Linked DNA regions of Zea mays: region 2 is linked to region 1. The links are chromatin contacts, called in public Hi-C maps. All regions are on one chromosome and are shown on one strand. The core of a region is the stretch at or near the end of the contact, and the rest is flanking DNA. Distances in the headings are between cores, read along the strand shown.

The links. A called contact is a pair of places that touch in the nucleus more often than the background predicts.
Region 2: a Hi-C map of tassel shows a contact between it and region 1, with 2.1 times the contacts expected there. The contact joins the promoter of LOC100285265 here to the promoter of LOC606483 in region 1. A contact is called at or near these places in 3 of 25 Hi-C or Micro-C datasets (leaf and tassel).

Annotation. Positions count from the first base shown.
Region 1 is chr5:223,123,837-223,126,786 of Zm-B73-REFERENCE-NAM-5.0, reverse strand. LOC606483 (phosphoenolpyruvate carboxylase kinase 1) reads left to right here and starts at 1,447. Exons shown (of 2, transcript NM_001158445.2): 1 at 1,447-2,399; 2 at 2,479-2,901. The coding sequence starts at 1,595. The coding sequence ends at 2,534.
Region 2 is chr5:223,435,186-223,438,362 of Zm-B73-REFERENCE-NAM-5.0, reverse strand. It overlaps LOC100285265 (casein kinase I), which reads left to right and starts at 1,880. Exons shown (of 14, transcript NM_001158159.2): 1 at 1,880-2,406; 2 at 2,557-2,597; 3 at 2,677-2,746; 4 at 2,876-3,024; 5 at 3,144-3,177. The coding sequence starts at 2,331.

The DNA of each region.
Region 1 (2,950 bases), core at 198-2,697:
AGGCGGGTGGGAGAGGGGCGCTGCCGCGCCGGAGGCGTTATGGCGTTGCGCGCGCGCGCGCGGCTGTTGGACTGGCTGGCGGCTCGTCGTCCCGTCCAGAACGAACTCGCCGTACGTGCGCGCGCCTGCCCATGGCGGCGTCGGTCGAGCCTGTGCACGTTCCCGTGAGATCCTTCAACGACGACGGCGGCGGTTCGGCCGCGGTCCGGCCTTGGGGCGGCGGAAGCGGCGCCGAACGCTGGTCGGGTGCCTCCGTACTCTGTAGCAAGTCTAGGCTGTCTAGCCAGCTTCAATGCGGAGGTCCGGCTGCTGGACTGTATTGATCTCTAGAGACACGACGAAGAATCACCGTACGTTGCTGGCCATTGCCAAGAACCGCGATATTCATATTGTAATAATAGTAGAACGAGCAGCATACGTCCGTGTCCGTCCGTACCAAGGTTGGCCGGTTGGGTTAAGGCGTCCTCGGGTAATCAAGTCGGGCATGCATCATGCATCCCGAGCCTAACTTTTTTTTGTCTCTTCCCGATCCAGTTTGCAGGCTGCCAATGCCCCACTCATCTGCCCGGCCGCACGTATGTCGCTGCACACGGAGTAGGCTGTTTGTAGACACGAAAGCAGCTAGCAGCAGGTTACCGCCACATTTGGCAGCGCATGCACGCTCACGAGGCAGGTATTCCAACGGCCCTAGTCATGCATGCGTTACGCGAAATTGAAGCCATGTCGTGTGCATGGAATGGACGCACGGATGGATGGACTTTAGCGTGTTTGTGTTCGCGCCAGCAACTTTTCAAAGAACACCATGACACGCAGAATCAGTAGTCATTTTATTTTTTTTCTTAACAGAGACCAAAACAGAAGAAGATGCTGATACGGTTGGAGTCAGTCGAATCATGCATGGTTCATATGATTCATGAACATCATGCAATGCATGCATGTCCCACCCCCTGCAGAGACGCCACGTTGCAATGCATGCAAACCTGACCTGACGTGGTGACGCCCCCCTAATAATTCACTGCCTCATGTGGGCTGTGGGCCATCGGCCATGCTGTCACTTGTCCAGATACGTGTCATCAGTCATTAATCTGCCTGCCCTAAACCCGCGCCCGGTCGCCGGAAACCACGTCTCGCCCAATCTAAAACCCTTTCCCGGGCGGCAATGATACGCATTATATTATCCTAAACGCAAGAATCTTGTAAATTATCTTTTTGATTGAGGGGAATTTTATACATTATGTTAGTTATTTCGACAGGGGGATATCGAATCATTGGGCAAGTACGTAGTGTGTGATTCATCGGAGTCGGGGCATCTTGAATCCTGGATTGTCAGTCAAAATCAACCTCCCTGCCTGTGCCTGCCTCCATCTCCATGCCAAAACAGCAGCAGAGACAGCGTGGAATATTCGGATCCCTTGGGGAGGCTGGGACCCAGTCCCACCACCTGAACAACACGAAGCTGCATTAAAAGGCGTCCGGCGGGTGGAGACCAGAGCAGCGCACAAGCAGCAACGCCAACGCCAACCCAACCCAACCCTAACCCGATCTCACCGAGGACACACAGACACCAGACCACCGGAGCGGACCAAGTACGAGCATGGGCGGCGCCGCGGAGGAGGCGTTGCGGCGGGAGTACGTGGTCGGCGAGGAGATCGGGCGCGGCCGGTTCGGGACGGTCCGCCGCTGCTACGCCGCCGCCACGGGGGAGCCGTTCGCGCTCAAGACGACGCCCAAGGCGGCGCTGCGGGCGGACCCGCTGGACCTGGCGCTGGCGGAGCAGGAGCCCAAGGTGCACCACCTGGCGTCTGCCGCCAGCCGCCACGTGGTCGCGCTGCACGCCGCCTTCGTGGACGCCGACGCCGTGCACCTGGTGCTGGACCTGTGCGCGGGCGGGGACCTGTTCGCGCTCGTCTCCGCGCGGGGCGCGCTCCCGGAGCCCGAGGCGGCGGAGCTGATGGCGCAGCTCGCCGACGCGCTCGCCGGCTGCCACCGCCGCGGGGTCGCGCACCGCGACGTCAAGCCCGACAACCTCCTCTTCGACGCCGCCGCCGGCGGCGCGCTCAGGCTCGGGGACTTCGGCTCCGCCGCCTGGTTCGGGGACGGCAGGCCCATGACGGGGCTGGTCGGGACGCCCTACTACGTCGCGCCCGAGGTGGTGGCCGGCAGGGAGTACACCGAGAAGGTGGACGTCTGGAGCGCCGGGGTCGTGCTCTACATGATGCTCTCCGGGACCGTGCCCTTCTCCGGCGCCACCGCGGGGGAGATCTTCCAGGCCGTGCTCCGCGGGAACCTGCGCTTCCCTCCGCGCGCCTTCGCCGCCGTCTCGCCCGAGGCCAAGGACCTCCTGCGCCGCATGCTCTGCAGGGACGTCTGGCGCAGGCTCTCCGCCGAGCAAGTCCTGAGTAAGCACCAACATCTCGTCTGTCTGTCGCCTGAATTGTCTGCTCATCTTCTTACCCTCCTGTTTCCATCTACCTGCAGGTCACCCATGGATTGTGACTCGCGGCGGAAGTGTGCCTGGCGGTAGACTGGTTTAGATGCTCCGCGCCGCATCCGATGAATCTCCATCCGAAGTGTACATAGTGGCGTCCTCCATCCAATCCAAGAGGAGTAGAGAAGGACCTTTTGCTGTTGATCTCTTCGCTATGGTTCTGGCAAATGATCGTGAATTTGGACACTAGTGCTGTAGTTGGTTACCAGTAGCACGCAGAAAGAAGTAATCGTTAGGCTAAGCAGGGATTTAGGAGGGCTGCCTCTTCCTGGGTTTGCTCTGTTCTGCAGTAATCCTGTGCTCGTCTTAGCTTGTTTGCATTGCAACCCAAACCCATGTATGTGTATAGCACAGCCTTCTTATGGCTGAGGAAGAGACGACTAGCTCTGTTCAGGAGAAAATGCTTCCGGGTTCACTGTGACTGTGAGTTTCTACTGTGTTGGAACCTTGAATGAAATATAC
Region 2 (3,177 bases), core at 631-3,130, 310 kb before region 1:
CAGGTCGTCGATATGGCCGTACCGCCGTCCAGGTCCATCTGACGAGCAGAGTAGCAGTGATATACATACACATCTGCGTGTAGTGTAGGCTATATATCATTGACTTGATGACTTCACTAGTGATCGCGCCAGCGCATGTGCAGTGACGGCCGATATCAGTTAATCAGCCGTATCAAGGGAAAATATAATTAATCAAATGAACTAAACTACAAGATATTTTGTTTTTTTTTCTAGGGCCGTGTCTTTTGCTATGTGTGTATAACGTGTTGACTTGGTATCCACATCCACGTCGACGCTCGTTGCTGGATCCTCGATCAGCGGCGAGATGGCGGTGTCGTGCCCCGTCTCGGCCCACGAGACGACCCTGTCAATCCACGAGCACGTGCTGCTCTTGGGTTATGAGAGCCCTCGGTCCAAGTGTCGCCACGAGGAAAATGCAGGGCTTTCGCTTGTAAAACAGAAGAAGATAAAAAGGAAGCATCGCAAGAAAGAGCACCAGGACCTTTTGCATCAGATCGAGGGGTTTCTGCGTGGAAGCTACGCGCCGCGCCGACCATTTTTCCTTTTCATTCATTTACATTCAATTACCCCATCCTGTTCTTTTTTTTTTCTTCACCTTACATGTAATATAGGGTTGGAGAAAATGCTCTTGTCTCGTCGGCTCGTTTATTTCATGGTCGAGTCGAATCAATTTGTTTGATTTTTTTATAAACTATGCTAGCATTCTAGCTCATTTTGTTAACGAGTCAGCTCGCAAGCTAAACAAGCTATTATATTTCAGCAAAATAAAACTATAGTTACGTGACTCCCTTCCCATGTACGCATGCATTTTCTGCACCGTATTTTTACATGAGACATGCCATGTATTTTATTGTTGGTTGAGAATAGTGTTCGCAACAAGTGATTTTTTTCATCGGACCTAAACGGTCTGAGAATTAATGACAAAAATATGCAAAAAAAACAATTAAGAGTTGCAGTGGAGTAGGTGAACTAAATTATTAGACAAAATATCTAGTGTTGGACTCCGCCGATGCACAGCAAAGCATAGCCAAAGCCAGAGCGACGTGGTCGAGCGCAGAAGCACGTGAAGCCGAGGGGACGTGTGCAGAACAGAAGCGGGAGCCGGGCCGGCCCGGCCCGGATTGGAGAGAAATCTGCTGGTCGACGCGATGCTAATTGCAGCTAGGACATGCCTTGCGTTGCGCGCGTTTAGGTTTAGGTTACGTGTATTGTTGTAGTAGGAGACTGCAACATTCTACGAGGGTGGTCCAGAAGAAAAAAAAGAAGGTGAAATTCTAATAGCTGATTTGGAAACCCAAATTTTCCAAAGTTTTTTATTTTTTCATAGGAAATTAGTTTATTTCTATCGAGAAATTGAAAATTCCATATAAAAATCGGGTTGTCAAACTAGCTCTAAAATTGCAACCGAGACCGGATTCCATGGGACGAAAGGAAAGGGTGGAGAGGACACGAGTGATGGGGGACGCGCAGCCCGTCATGGATTAATCATTACTGTACGTTTATAGGCAATTACTGTTACATGTATATAATATACTCCATTTCATTACCTGCATATAAAATAAATACACATGTAATGTAGTTATGCTGTCTTTCAAAGAAAAGGGAAAGAAGATGTTTTTTTCCTTCGTCCCAACAGCAGAGAGTTTCAATGAGCGAGAGTATTATTTTTTTACACTATATTATTATTAAGAAAAAAAGTGGCGGCCCGGAGAGAAAGCGAAGAGCAACAAGAGCAAAGCGAAAGGCGGGCGCAGCTGTCCGCTGCCTTGCCTTGCCTTGCCTTGCCTGTGCTGTGCGAACCTGCTCCCAGTTAGTAGTATTCAGTTTCCTTATCGGCTGCTGCCCATTTCCGCCCCCTCCCGTCTTTTCCCTTCCGCGTCGGTCTCCTCCCCCACTCTTCTACTTCTTGCTGTCGTCGTCTTCTCTCGACTCCCCGTCCCCTCCCTCTGCCTCTCCCACCCGCCGCTTCCGGATTCCGCCGCCCGTGCCCTCGCCACCAGGAATTCCACTCGGAGTAAGGAGTGTTTTCCCCCGCTGCTTGCTTCGCTTCTCCGGTCCCGGGACCCGCCCCGCTTTCGCCCGACTTAGATTCCACTTCTGTCCGTTCGCTCGCTCGCTCCTTTGTTCTTATCCCCCTTGCTTTGCTCGTTCGTTCGATTGGAGCTAGCCGCTGCGTGGATTCCTCGGCTCGCCGTCCGGATCTGGCCTCGCTGAGCTGCAGCTGCCGCGAATCCCGACTCGATTCGGCCGCGCTCGGATCTCGCCGGACTAGCGGGGACCGAGGCCTCTCGATTCGCCTCGGGGCCGAGATGGATCATGTGGTCGGAGGCAAGTTCAAGCTCGGCAAGAAGATCGGGAGCGGGTCGTTCGGGGAGCTCTTCCTAGGTGAGTTCCCTTCCCTGTCGTCTACCCCCCCCCCCCCCCCCCCCCCCCCCCCGCTCCACGGACTGATAAGATAAGATGCCGGCCCCGTCCGTGTGTTCTCGTCGCTCGGAAAGGCGCTCACTTCGTTTGCTGTTGCTTTGCTGCTCGCAGCTGTGAACGTGCAGACCGGAGAGGAGGTCGCCGTCAAGCTGGTACTGGATTCTCTCCGATTGCTATTTACTTGTTACCATATGATTGGTCTACTTCGTCATTGCTGCTTCGATTGCGCAGGAAAATGTCAAGACGAAGCACCCGCAGCTTCACTACGAGTCCAAGCTATACATGCTTCTCCAAGGAGGAAGTAGGCCCTAGAGTCCTGTCCTGTCCTGTCCAGTTTTACTTCTGGGACGGTACTCTGTGGTTAGTTGCTAGCATGATGCGCGAGTTGGGCTAACCTTCCGCTCCCCCCCTTTTTTTTGTTTCGTCACAGCTGGCATTCCGCACCTGAAGTGGTTCGGCGTTGAGGGGGAGTATAACGTGATGGTGATCGATCTTCTCGGCCCTAGCCTTGAGGACTTGTTCAACTATTGCAGTAGAAAGTTTTCTCTCAAGACCGTGCTCATGCTTGCTGACCAAATGGTGAACACTAAATCCCAGATTTTTGTTCAAACTCTTCCAGTTTGTTTCTTAACGTTAATCTCAGTTCGATGTGCATAGGGAAATTGCTAGTGTTAACACGTTTCTTGCTTATCTTTCAGATTAATCGGGTCGAGTACATGCATCAAAAGGGGT